2 separate regions of the Cricetulus griseus genome follow, and region 1 is linked to region 2. A link is a contact called in public Hi-C data. All regions are on one chromosome and are shown on one strand. The core of a region is the stretch at or near the end of the contact, and the rest is flanking DNA. Distances in the headings are between cores, read along the strand shown.

Region 1 (7,309 bases), core at 4,351-6,850, 44 kb before region 2:
AGAGAAGCTTCTGTTCTCACCAGCTCTACCAGCTTTGGGGAGAAATCACCGTCTGCTTCGCATATTGCGGAACACTCAGCTGGATATGCCCACTCTGCAGGCAGAGGATGAAGGTTCCCACCCTGAAGCCAGACTGGTCACTGGGTATATGTTGAGCGGCCTCGGGAAGCTGAAGCAACAGGGAAGTCACCCTCTGGGCACAACAACAGCATGGCCCTGGGGGAACTGCAGATGGCTTCCAAATGCCTCCCTTGGATGCTAAGATCATCCTACTAAGCAGTGTTCTGTACAAGACATCTGAGTTTTTTAAAGGCTGAAACAGATACATCATGAGTTCAAAGCCAGCCCAGACTACACAGTAAGTTCCAGTTTTCAAAACCAAAGAAAAACCTTAATTTTGGCTTAAAATAATGTTTAAGGGTTCATAATGCATCCGATGCTATGCTGGCTCTGACACACAGATAATCTCCTTTAAACTTCTGGGTAGTTACCCCACCCCCACCTTCAACTAACAGAGCCCTCAAGAGTTAAGTAGCATATGCAATGGCAAGCTAATACATGGTGGGATCAGGATGCAAGGCCAGGTGGTCGGACCTCAGAATCCACAGCCTTAACCAAGACCCTTTACCACTTCCTAAAACAGACCCTTGGGAGCTGGTGACGAACTAATAAAGATAAGGGAAATGAATACATGGCGGCAGTACTCAGGAACACACCTATGAATAGCCATGTTCTCAGGATGTGAGCCATCCTTTCCGATAATGATTACACACATGCACTGGAGGCCCCTGGGTAACTGTCCTGACAGTGGTTATGTAATTTTAAAATATGTGTGTGTGGGGCACAATGAACAATGGGTGAAAAAACCGATCCAAATGACCCTCTTATGGGGGATGGGTAAAAAGATGTGTTAGAGGCACGCCATGAAATATTACTCATTGGCAAAAAAGAACACATTCTGATACAAGCTACAACTTGAATGGACTTTGAAGGCATAATGCTAAATGGGAAAAAAAAATCTACCCACAAAAAGTCAGATAGTAAAAGATTTCATTTAGATAATGTATCTAGAATAGTCAAACTTTGGAGAGAGTGCATAGTAAAATGGTTACAAGGGACCAGGGACAGGGCAGGGACAAGTATTTGTTCAATGGGCACAGAGAAGACAAAAATAGCCCCAAGACTGATGACAGTGACTCAACAGTGTGAATGTGTCAGTCCCACTCAACTGAAGACTTGCAGTTTATTTAAATGATACATTTTATGTCATGTGCATTTTATCACAGTAACAGTTAAAAACAAATACATATGTGCTGGTAGAGCTATGGACTTTAAGTGCTACAACTGCTTCATGCTCTGTGGAGCAAATTGCTCCCCCAGTAGGAAAGGGGGCGTCCTTTAAGAGGCTGGGACATGCTTCTTGAGACAATGTGAGGGTTAGGGTTGAGCTCAAGGCCATCCTAAAAGCAATGGGAAAACAGGCTGTGTGGGTTCTGAAAGGCTATTCCCCACTGAGTTCAAATGTCTAAGAAACTAGGTGAGCTCAACCTTCATCCAAAACGAAAGCAGAACGCCTAAAGGTTGAACTGGGGCAGAGAATGTGGCCAGGGAGGCAGATTCCCTGAGACTTGGTTTCAGCCACATTCCTGGCTCAGAGCAAGTGGGGAGGACCACTCCTCTAAAATCAGCATTAGTGTTTCACACCTGCAAGATACACTCTGCTCGCTTAGTGAGCATTCATCAGCACTCGCACATTTAATCCGCACATTATCCCTACTGGGTTTTGTTTCAGCACTCTTCCCATTTTACAGAGCAGGAGAGTGTAGCTCCAAGAAGCTAAGACAACAACTCACTATCACCACAATGGTCAGGCCGACTCTGGGTCTCTGATCCCAAACCTACTGTCTGAACTACTGTAGGTGGTTACCTGATTTGACTGATCTTATGTGACAATCTTACAACCTGCTCAGCCTGGCTTCAGACTTCTGGGCTCAAGTGGTCCTCCTGATTTAGCTTTTCTGCTAGATGGAAACACAGGGGAACCTTCGGGAAGTTGCCACTTTTTTTGCACACTGGGTATAGCTCAGGCTTGTCTAGCATACCCAAGGCCTTTGGTTCACCCAGCAGCATTAGGAATGAACAATGCCACGAAAGTTAGCATTACCCAGAGGCTGAAGGCCAGGCCATTAATGAAGTCCCTATGATATTCTCAGTCCTGATCCACACTCCCCAACCCCAGCAAGGCCATTTTGGGTAAGGGTCACAATTGTTCTAAGCTCACTGAGGAGTCACCTTCAAACTGACCTGCAGCCACAAAACTGCAAAACTTCAAGCTCCCCCTCACCCACTTCCCCATCTCCTGGGAGAGCCAAACAGTCCTGCCCAACAGGACCTGGCAACCAGCCATCATTTCAAATTGGGCTTTCAGAGGCCATTTAAGGCAGGAGTAGGAAAGTCTTCTCCCTGACGAAAACCATCTGAACTAATGAGAGAAAAATCAATCGTGGTCACATGAGCAGAGAGGAGTTTAAATTAGGGTTTCTTCAGAGTGAGAAACCTAATGTGACTCTCTTGTCACGGTGTTAGGAAAACGTAGCCAATAAAAACAATACATATTTTAAAAAATTATCCTCCAGTCTTACATTTACATCCAATTAAGGGAGAAAGGCAGGGGAAGAATGTGTGAAGTAAGGAAAGGAGCCGAAAGGCAGGGACGGCCTCCCTGAACTTGCCTGCCACCCCTCAGAGCGCTCAGCCTGGCTCCACAGGGCAGCTTTATATGTAGGGCATGGATGCAGTGATCCCTCAAGCATGCTGGCATCTGAGTGAGGCAATAACAAGGCAACTGGATTCTCAGTTCTTCCCCAACCACAGAGTCCAGAGACACCAAGTGTGCATCTATTAGTGCTTTATACGTAGGCTGCTAAAACCCACTAGAGAAACTTGAGAAAGTATGTGACATACAAGAGAAAGGAAAGCCACTAAGACTCACTGCCCGTCACTAGCATCGTCCTTCAAGAACAAAAGAAAAATTAGTATTTAGGGCTAGAAAGATGGCTCAGAGGCTAAGAGCACTCACTGGCTGCTCTTGCAAAGGACCCAGGTTCAATTCCTAGAACCTGACAATGGTCTTGTAACTCCAGTTCCGAGGCAATCAGACGCCCTCTTCTGGCCTCCATGGGGAATGCATGAAAGTGGTGCACAAACATACTTGCAGGCAAAACATTCATATTCATAAAAATAACTAAATCACGGTTGAACATATCTTGTTAGGTCATGCTCATTCACTGGGTATCCCTGGAAACCCTGCTCTCTCTCTTTCTTTGGGGGAGGAGTTGATCTGGAGGAAGGGGAGGAGGGAGGAAGGCCTAAGAGGAGTGGAAACCGCAGTGGGGACGTAATACTTAGAGAAGAAATGTATTATTTAAACTTTTAAATTTATAAAAGTTTTAAATAAATAAATCTAAAAAGCAGTATTTACAGTACAAACAGTTTTATATCTTCTGGTAGTCACTTGATTTTTAGAAGTATTTTTCATGTCCTGGGCTCCTTCCTTGAAACGGGGTCTTGCTATATAGCACAGGCTAACTTGGAGCTCACTATCTTCCTGCCTCAGCCTTTATAGTGCTGGGATTATGGACAAATATCACCATATCCAGCTATGTTATGTTTGAAGACATGGTTTCTGCAAAAGGTTATACAATAGCCCCTCATATGAAGGCATCCCAACACTTACTTATATTTCCTCTTTGTTTTTAAGACAGCTTAGCCTATGCTGGTCTGGAACTCACTATGTAGCCTAGGTTAGCCTTGAATTCCAACTCTTCCTGCTGGGTGCTGGCATTATAGGCCTGGGACACTACACCAAGTCTACATTTATTTCTTAACTGATAGAGAAAAATAAAGACCGTACCTATTGATGGTCTACCGTGTGACATTTCAATAGATGTGTGTGTGTTGCACAATGCTCACACCAGCTGAATGTTTTTATCTTCTCAAGCATTTTTCATCTCTTCATGTTGAAAACCCTCAAGATTCTCTCTTGTAGCTTTTTGAGATACATGGCGTGTTATCATCCATGGGCAGCTCACCAAAATGTCTTTATTTTAATTACATTCACTTATTCATTTTGTGTGTGTGTGTGTGTGTGTGTGTGTGTGTGTGTGTGTGTGTGTGTACTAATACCTAACTTATTTCTAACTATGGCTTGCTGTATAAAAACATACATCTTCTATTGTTGGACACTTTATATGTTTATAATTTTTTGCTACTGCAAATGATGTCTTACTGAATACATATAAAGTTCTCTGGGATAAATTCCAACCAACAGAATTTTGAATGGACAGTTCTAAGACTCCTGATGCAAGCTGCCAAATAACTGCAATAACAATACCAAACAGGGCTGCACCTTTGCAACTGTAGACACACATGGCATTATTTTCTGCATGGGCCCAGCTAACACCATACTAACATCTAGACCAGTCCAGTTGCTAAGCGTTTCTCACTTCGGCCAGGTGAAAATACACTTTGGAATTACTCTGGGAGCTCCTATGCTAGCACTGGTCATACCACTTCTTGCAACAGTTAATGCCAGGCCATTTGGTCTGCCTTGTTGTGAACATGGGGAATGCAGGCAGAGACTAGTCCTGCTCACTTCTGTATCTTCCCAGTCAAACCTTTCATCTTCCACCAACAGTTCCCAAACTATTTTTAAGTGTTTTTTTGTTTGGCTGATTGTTTTTAATTTTATTTGTGTGAATGTTTCTTGCCTGCATATATGTTATGTACATCATGCGCCTGCCCGATGCCTGTAGAAGTCAAAAGAGGGCATCAGATACCCTGAAACTGGAGTTAAAGATGGTTTTGAGCCACCATTGGATGCTGGGAACTGAACCCAGGTTATGTGTAAAAGCAACAAAGTACTTAACTGCTGAGCCATCTCTCCAGCCCCATTTTTTTTCTTTTTAAGAAATGGGGTCACAGTGTTCTTCTGATGCCCCATTTGGCCACAAATTCCTGGGCTCAAGCAATCCTCCCTCACTAGACGTGGACCAACCACTACCTGATCCTAAACTCTTTGGGAGGGCGGTGTAAGACAGAGTCTCACTACATAGCTCTGGCTGTCCTGGAACTCACTCTGTAGATCAGGCTGGCCTCGAGCTTGCAGAGATCCACTGCCTCAAGTATCGAGGACGGCTGATGTGCCACTACCCACTTTAATCTCTCAGTATCCCTGTCCTTACCAGAAAGCCACATGTCCCAGGACTCTGAAGCAAGAAGGATCTGAGACCTTGGGCCGGTTCCACACCCTTTCCTACTTCAGAGTCCTGGTCTGTAAATTGACAGTCATGACACCTCCCCCTGGAGTGACTGGAAAGATTAGTGAGCATGCAAGTGCTTAGTCACTGTGATAAGAACCTCAAAGACGAAAATTAAATGATAGTAGTTTCAAACATTGTAATACGTAACAAAACCACCAAAAAATTGTGTAATCCTCTGCCACTGGAGGAGATTAAAGACTCATACAGCTGTCTCACTCATCTGACACTTATCCAGCCTCAAATGCCTGCAGGGACTCCAACCATGATGCTTGTGCCAAACCCTGAACTTCAGCCCCAGGGCAAGGGAGGACAGTAAGCAGGGCCAGCCTAGCCAGCAGGCAGCTGATCAGTGTAGAGTCCAGGAGCTCCAAGTGAGCTGGGCATGCAAGGGTGAAGACAGGCCACAGCAAACCAAAAAGAAGCCACCCGCCATGCCAGGGCTCTGGAGTACCATGAGCCGGCAAGAAAGTACTTGCCTCTTCCCAGCAGAAACAAGCAAGTGACTAGAATGACAACACTCTCCTGCTGACCTGGGCAAAGCTGCCATTGTTCATAGGGACACCAGAGGTGAGTCACTGTGGCATTGTCCACCCCACTCTATCAGCAGGAAACAGCTGGACAGACCAATATACCAAATGCAGGAAACCTCAACCTCCCCAGGGCCCCTCCCTGTTTAGACACCCAGCATCCTGCCTGGCTGTCCCCTAGAGACTCCTGACCGGCCTCAGGCATCCATCCTGAACAGACAACCCCATTTCCTGCCTCCATGTTTCTGAGGCAAAACACAATCGGCATTTTAGAGACTCTCCTAAAAGCCAAGAGGTGGTGTCTCCTGGATGACGCCATCCGGTAAAAAGGGCAAAGTAACATGAAAACAGCCAATAGACAGAACAACGACATTGCATTCATTCATAAAAGGCATCCTATGTGGCAAGAAGGTAGCTTTTCCCTAGACTAATGCCTGAGCAGGAGGTACTACCCCGATGCCACAGCACATTCAGACAGGACAGACCCTCCTATCTCCGGAAAGGAAGGTTCTTCCCGACTCCCTTATCATCAGACTGGCACAGACTGCTGCAGGTAAAGGCCCCTTCCCCTAAGGATTCAGAACCAGCTCAAAAAACAGGAGGTGGGCGTGGCCTCGAGTCAGACCACTCCCACTTGTGTCCTATCTCCAGCATGTCCTAGCTGTGTCTCCTCACACTCTTCTTGATGTCTTTCCTTGAAGGTCCACAGCAAGTGTCTGTGGGAGACAGGTGGGTAACATAAACTAGTGAGGCCAGTGGAGGCACGTTCCTACACTGTAAAGACCAAATGATCCAGTACTCCAGTGGCAGAGGTAGGTGAAACTCTGAGTTCAAGGCCAGGCTAGTGAGTCCCATGCCAGACGGGGCTATATAATGAGGTCTTTTTTCCAAAACTAACAAACAAACAATAAGTAAATAAGTGATCAGGAAAACCAGGACCAAGTATCAGTAGGGGGTTGAGGTTCAAGTCTGACCAGGTATTCCCCACTCTCACCCCAAGCAAGCAAGCTCAGGGTGACCACAACTTCCAACTTAGCCAGCCTCAATCCTCATGTGTGTATAACTCTCTCCTGTGTTGAGGTCTGAGCTCTAATACAGAACAGTGTCACTGGGCCCTGAATATATCCACAGCTATATGGGACCCATCCAACTCTAAACCTTAGCCTTCGGGGCTGGGCACAGGGGCACACACACCCGTAACTCAGCACCTAGGAGACAGAAAGCAGGAAGATCCGGAGTTCAAGGTCATCGCTGACTGCACACTGAATTCAAAACAAAATCTCAGGCTCCTCATCTGAGGATTAGGGGAAAAAATAAAATAAAATAAAATAAAATAAAATAAAATAAAATATAAAACCTTCCCAGTGTTGGGAGGAAGTGATGGGATCAAGGTGACCCAGAGTTTCACCAGACCTCTCCAAGAAGGTAAGTGACAACCAACTCAGCAGAACAGAGGGCAAC
Region 2 (7,338 bases), core at 925-3,424:
ACATTTATAACACACACTCAACCTAAAATTAAAAAAAAAAAAAAATTTAGATGAGAGGGGAGCAAGGGGAAGAGGAGTGAGGAAAAGATCAGCAAAACCAAATTACATTCAAAAATGTCATAATGGGACCTATTACCGTGTATACTAATTTAAAATAAATAAAAAACTTTAAAGTATAAATTGACTGGGTGCTGAGAACATATTACACTATTAGTTTAGTTACTGCTGGAGGAGAGCCCCTGGAGACTTTCAACCCAATGGTCCTCCAAAACCGAGAGCTAGGAAGGGCAGTAACCTGTCCGATGCTTCACACATGGTTGAGGGGAGGGAACAGACGGGCTCAGTACAGATGGAGACAGACAGATGCACAGAGAAGCTTCCAGATCAAACTCTACTTCTTTCTCAACGAGTTTTGTAACATTAAAGATAGTTTATTCTAGTGCCATCCCCCTAACCAATAAGGTGGGTAATAGTAACATCCCAAAGACATGTGCAGATCAATAAAAGTACATCCTACCTCTGTGCAGCAAATGAATTTGGCTGACTATAACTTACTATAAGAACACTAGTTATTGGTATTAATATTACATCTGTTCACGGATTTAAAGAGTCCCCCCAAAGAAGACCAAAACAAAACAAAAACAAAAAACAAAAAACGAAAAAACAAAAACCACTTCATTGGGAAGCACTCCAGTTGTTGAGGACCTTGTGCACAGTAGGTCTTCAATGAGTTAGAAGAACCGAGTAATACGTAGAGTTGTATTCTCCAATGTCCTTCCCTTTCTCACCCCAGCCATGGACTCAACCACATCAGGCGCCAGGACCAGGCTGCTATAGGAAGTGTTGTGATTGTCTGACTCCCGCCTGCATTCCTCAGCTAAATATAAATGATTTGTCCAGTCCATTGTTTGAGATGCTTCACGATCCCTCTCCTATCTCCCCATATCTCCCAGTAGCAAACACACACACACACACACACACACACACACACACACACACACACCCTTCCTGGAGGCTGTTTTGAGTAGATGGGGAGCGAACAGGTAAGTAGAGATCAAAGCAAGAGTTCTTTTGGCTCTCCACTAGTCCAGGAAAGCTTCCTGGAGGAGGAAATGCCTGAATCACCCCAGGGGAGGGGGCAGATGCAGGTCAAAAAGGCAAATTAAGTTCTCTGAACCAAGAAAGTCAAACTGCTGAGTTCTCACCTAGACATTGAGAGTGCCAAGACTAGCCTAGCCTTGACAAGAGCTCATTACCCCAGAAACAAACTTCTCCAGACTTTGACAGTCATCTGGAGAAAGATGCTTTAGACCATCATCCTTCACCACAGACAGAAGCGCGACCCAGCACTACCTAGTCCAGGATGCACAATTACAATTGCCGCTGTCAAAAGCTGTTGCTTGTTTGGACTTTCTTTTTTTCTTTTTTTTTTTCCAACCACATGAAAGTTTTTTTAAAGGCCCAAACTTGCGCGCACAGATGGGCTACATCTCAGATCTAGGGGTGTGCCAAAGCCTTGTCACTCTGAGTGCCTCTCGGCCAGCAGTAGCCCGAGGAATGCCTGGGGGCTCCAGCGGGTCTGTGGGCAGGCCAGACCGTCGTATCTGCGGCCCTGGGCGAACCGTCTCCGGCCGGTCTGCCGGATCCCCGACGGTTCGGGGAGTGGGGGAGGAGAGGGGGGTCTCCCTTCCTGTGGCATCCTACGGTCTCCATCCCTGGGCCGGGGCGTGAGGCGGCAGCGGTCCACCGTTCTGCAGTCCCGCATTCCTGAGCCCTCGCGGGACCCGCAGCAGAGCCCGGGGGGCGCAGTGACAGGCCCCTCACGCCCCGGCCCCTTCCAGCCCCTCCTCCGCCTCCGCCCCCCCTCCCCCCCCCCCTACCCCCCGAGAGCTCCGCCTCCCTGGGCACCCCCAGACACCCACCCTTCGGGGAACCCGACCGAGGCCCAGCCCGGCCTGCCCCGCGCGCCGCTCACCGAGCCGAACCCCCGCAACTTCGCGCCCTCTGGAGCCCCGAGTCGCGGGCACGCCCCGGCCGCACTCACCGCGCTTGGACTCGGTGTGGCGCCCCGGCTCCGCTCCCTCCCGCACCGCCGCGGCCAGCGGAAACGGGGGGCGGGGCCGGCAGGCGGAGGGGGCGGGACCTTCACCGGGCTGCGGGGCGGGGTCTGAATGCTCGAGGGCGGGGCTGGGAAGGGGCCGGGTGGGAGAGGCGGAGAGGACTAGGGAAGGCCGGCGGTTTGCGCCGCGGGAGGACTCGGCTGCCAGAGGCAAGGCAGAGCCCGGCTGAGCGAGGCAAAGGGCCGCACGGGAGCCCCCCTCCACTCCACTCCACTCCGGCCATTTACCCCGCGTGAGCGCGGGAGGGAGGACTGTGCCGCTTCCCCATCGGCGTTCCCGAAGCCTCCCTCTGCACCCTGATTCCCGGCTCGCCCGTTCCCCCAAGGTGGCACTACTGTGCCTGTTGCCTGCCACGATCCGGCCTGGCCGCGCCCTCCCGGGGTTGGGCGGAGGGAGGGAGGGGAGGGGAGGGCAGGGCCCAAAAGGTGGCGCTCCTGGGCTGGGCGCCCACACACGCTACCCCAAGGCTGCCGGACCGTGGTCTCAGCTTTCTAGCTCGTGCCGGCTTGTCTGGCCTCATCACCCCCACCCCACACCTAAGAAATTCTTGCTTGGTATTTCGGGAGAACTATTTAAGGTGTTGACAAGTGAGCTAGATACTGCCCTGAGATACTCTATTAGAGGAGCCGCTGCCTCCTCTTGAGCTAGAGCCTCCAAGTGTTAGCAAAGGGCACTGGGGCCGGGAGGGGCCAAGCTGAAGCGGGAGATACTAGTTTGACATCTCGGGCTTACCTTCCTGCAGGCACAGATTCATGCAACACCTAGTCTAAACCTGTTCCCGAAGTGGCCACTGAAACCTTCACCTCTCTTTGCCCTTATTGTCATAGAAAGTGTTTTGTCCTCATTAGTGCCCTGAAATATCAGAAGAAAAAAGTATTTTATTTATTTATTTATTTATTTTTGAGACAGATCTCACTGTGTAGCTCTGATGGACCTGGAACCAGGCTGTCCAGGACTTCCCTGTGTGGACCACCCACACTGTTCTACAACTCAGAGACTCTCCTGCCTCTGACTCCTGAGTGCACAGATTAAAGGCATCCCACCATGCTCAGCAGAAGATATACTAGGACTGCAGGGACAGGCCAGCCCATCCAGCTTGAGACAAAGTGTTTAAACTGCAAGGATCTCCCTTGCATTCCCCTAACTGCTTGGCAGTTTCCACTAATCTCCTGGGCTACCTCCCTTAGTCTTGTTTGTTTCAGTTAGATTCAACCCCTAATCCAGCCCCCAGGGGTTCTCATTTCTCAGCCTGAGAAACAGTCTCCTCTCTTCCTTCAAAACCTCATTCAAACCAAGTGGTGGTGGTGGTGCTCTCCTTTAATCCCAGCAGTTGGGAGGCAGAGGCAGGTGGATCTCAGTGAGTTTGAGACCAGCCTGGTCTACAAAGTGAGTTCCAGGACACGAGGACTGTTAAACAGAGAACCCCTGTCTCAAAAAACAATCCCTCCCAATTCCCTCCCCCCCCAAAAAAAAACACTCATTCAAGACCAACCCCTGGCATAAAGTGTTGCCAGCTGACCCCACCAATATTCCAACCACGACTGAGGGGGTCAGTTCTGTCTGCTGTGTAGAAGAGGAGGTAGAGAGAAGAGGGGGCCTGATAGTGATAGCTACTGGTAGGATCAGACAAAGCAGCCGGGTGAGGTAACAAACTCCTGGTTTTAGAGCCACGCAGATGTGTGTGATCCTGCCTGCCTCTTTTGGGTGGAGGCAGCTCTAGGCCACAGGTTCCTCAGAAAGGAAAGGGGTCCCACCAACAGCACTCCAGCTCACATAGATGAGAGGGATCTAAGGTAATGAAGATGGATTCCGGTGAGTGCTAGTTTCCTCCCCTCCTCTCGATTTAAACGAACATGGACAGATCTGAAATCTTGGAATTATGGAGAATCTTTCGGTATCTCACCTCTGCAGGAACCCAGGCTGTCCATCCCACTTTGGCACACCCAGAGATGGGGGTGCTGAGATCTGGCAGGATTCATGACTGCAGGAAAAGGCTGCTGGAAAAGCTGGAGAGAAGAAGGGATTATTCAGCAAAAGGAACCAAGGTGACTTATGATCTATGTGATGAACACACCGATCAGGAGGAAAACTCAAATAAACCTAATGATGTGGCCAGAGGCTTTTGGAGAAAGAACTCCAGAAAGCATGAGGTAGCAGGCTTCTGAAGAATCCCATTGCACTCAAGAAAAACACTAAAAGGATAACTGTATTATTGAGCAAGCTACAGATGAAGTTCCTCCAAGTTTGGAGGACATCTCCCATTTACTCCTCTTGTCCTGGCATGGTTATTAATCACCCCACTTTTGCTCTCAGGATGCCCTAATTTGCACAATAAATTATATGCCACTTTAACTATGACCACAGGCAATACTCAAAACAGCTCCTTCCTTCCAGTCCCAAATGCCAGCATTGTTTCTGGCCTTTCTGTGAAACTCCCAGGGTTTCACAAGAGAGTATGGTAGTTTATCCCCCTTGAAATTACCATATCAAATCAAAAATGATAATAAGCAAAAAGGAAACTTCCAGCCAGCCACCCCAAGTCAAGCTTCTTCGGGGGCAGTGACTGCTGGATGGTGCCACCTCATGGGAAGAATTGGTCCTGCACAGGACCTGAGTTTCCAGTATGCTTGTGACAGCTGATATCTACCAAGCGCTTGCACACCACAGACTCCACTCTCCCATCATCCCATCACTCTATAGAAAAGGAGTTAGAGGAGAGAAGGCCAGGGAATCCATCCCAAGCCATTCAAATGGCATCAAAGACTAAGCTAGGAGGCTAGGGAGATGACTTGATTGATAGAATTTTTACTATGAAAGCATGAGGACCTGAGTTAGGATACCAGCACCCACTTAAAACTTGGTAATCCCCCAGTACAGAGGAGGGTACTGGGGGCTCCCTAGACAGTAAAGCAAGATCCAAAACTAACTCAATAAGATGGAAAAGACTAAGGAAAGACATCAGCACTGACCTCTATGCAGCTCATGCTCTCTCTGTGTCTCTGTCTCTGTCTCTGTCTCTGTCTCTCTCTGTCTCTGTCTCTCTCTCTCTCTCTCTCTCTCTCTCTCTCTCTCTCACACACACACACACACACACACACACACACACACACACGACTGGGATATAATCCCAGCTTGTCTGCTTGGCCTATACACTTAACAGCTAGTTCACCTAGTGTTTAATGGGCATTCCCCACCACCCCTTGTAGTTCTGGGGTACAACCCAGAGCCACAAACATGTTAAACAAATGCTCTACCACTAAGCCACATCCCCAGCCCTGCATCTGTAACTTTAAAGAAGCACCTCCCAGAGTGAAGGCTGGAGCAGCCACTTCCACGGCATTTACTTGTGCTGTTGGTAGAGCAGATACCAGTCACCGATGCCTGCCATTTGCACCAAACGTTAAACCTGCATCTCCAGTTATCAAGGTGAAGCACAAAAGTGACCCAGCTATTCTCTTCTATTCCATGCGGCCTCCTCTACAGAACGTGCATTCTCCCGCAGGCTCCCTTTTCCTTGACTGTCTTTCCCTTCTAAGATTCAGAGTGAGGTGGCTGAGGCAGGACGGGGAGGATGGTGAGAAGCTATGATGGAGAGCAAGTCTTTCTTTGTTCTAGGAACACTGGTGTTAGCTGGAGACGTGGCTCTGGTGGCAGAACATATGCTTAGCGTGCACCAAGGCCTTTGATTCAGTCCCCAGGACAAATACATACATAAATACGTAAATACCTTTGCTCTTTATTTTTAATTGATCTGGCAACTGTGTCCTTTTTGTTGATTGTAGATAAAAAACAATTACAAAATATTAATTAGCAAGCAGTCAGGGCTGCATAGCAACATCCTGTTTCACAAACAACAGCAAATAAACAAAAAAAAAATGCATGCACTAAATCAAAGACTGGCATACTTAGTGAAGAGCCAGAGGCTAAATACTTCTGGCTTTGAGCTATATGTTCTCTGTTCCAACTATACAACTCTGCCATTCCGGAACAACAGGAGCCATAATGGTACAAAAATGAGTGAACATCACTATGCTCTAATTAAAACTTTATTGACAAACTGGGTAGTGATGGCTCACGCCTTTAATCCCAGAACTCAGGAGGCAGAGACAGGTGGATCTCTGTGAGTTCAAGGCCAGCCTGGTCTACGGAGTGAGAAACCCTGTCTCAAAAACAACAACGAAAATGACTTTATTTACAAAAAAAACAGCCACTGACCTGTAGTCCCCCAACTCCTTTTCTAACTATTGTCATTTTCATATTGGAGTGTGCAAACTCTTGCCTAGCCTCAGATGTGGTGTGGGAGTGGGGAATATAAAAAGCTGGGGAAAAAATTAAGCACTGAGCATAACGGACACCATCAATCCCATCAGCATGTATATGCGTGTATGGGACCCAAAATGTGCCCATGCCCACAGAAGAAATGCCTCTCAAGCAGAGGCAGGTTTGGGGTGAGTGTTATAAGGCCTTGATCAGACCTGCCTGAGGAAATGCAGATGCTGTGGGTCAGCAGGGACAATGTAAAGACAGAAAGGCAATGCTGTGAATCCCAGCAGGGATCACAGGCGCCAAGCAGAGCAGCTCCACAGAAGCCCTGCAGGGAAAGCAATGCTGCTGGCATTCCTCTGTGTGCTGCAGAGCATGCAGAAGCATGACTGTGAGTGGGGGGGGGCATGTGGACACCCACCAGCAGAGCATGAGGGCGGCAATCATGTGATTTAAATGGCTGGTTAAAAAAAAAAATCAATGAATACAACAGTAATGACCATATTAGCCATGTTTATATCAATTTTCTCATTTTCTCATTGATTACAGAATGTCACTGAGGACAATTACATAGTTTTTTGTTTGTTTGTTTTTTTGTTTTGTTTTTTTTTTTGTTTTAAATCACACTTCAGATTCTACCCTGTAGAACTCGTATAAAAAGACTGGCCAGTTAAAACAACGGTGATGGGGCTGGATAGATGGCTCACTGCTTGAAAGCACTGGTTGCTCTCCCAGAAGTCCTGGGTTTGATTGCCAGCACCCAATTCAATTTGAGGGTATCTGATGTACTCTTCTGGTTACTGGGGGTGCTGTGCCCACATGGTGCACAATTATAAATGGAGATTAAACACTCATACACATAAAATAAAAATAAAACATGGTGGTGCGTGGGAGGCAGGGGCAGGTGGATCTTGGAATTATAGGCCAGCCTGGTCAAAACAGTGAGTCCCAGGTC

The links. Hi-C and Micro-C count contacts between places; a contact is called where the count stands out from the background.
Region 1: a contact with region 2 is called in a Hi-C map of the CHO-K1 cell line, with 2.6 times the contacts expected there. The contact joins the enhancer-like site here to the promoter of Tspan9 in region 2. A contact is called at or near these places in 2 of 8 Hi-C or Micro-C datasets (the CHO-K1 cell line and fibroblasts).

What each region holds. Positions count from the first base shown.
Region 1 is chr8:18,308,577-18,315,885 of CriGri-PICRH-1.0, reverse strand. All of the region lies in intron 1 of Tspan9 (tetraspanin-9), which reads right to left. Among named protein-coding and RNA genes, the nearest start is that of Tspan9, 46 kb to the right of the region's middle. Within about 2 kb of position 5,600, at least 4 of the 6 cell types and tissues checked have open chromatin away from gene starts, as enhancers often do. A contact at or near this core is called in the CHO-K1 cell line and fibroblasts, where this site is marked.
Region 2 is chr8:18,261,198-18,268,535 of CriGri-PICRH-1.0, reverse strand. It overlaps Tspan9 (tetraspanin-9), which reads right to left and starts at 2,174. Exons shown (of 9, transcript XM_027428363.2): 1 at 2,045-2,174.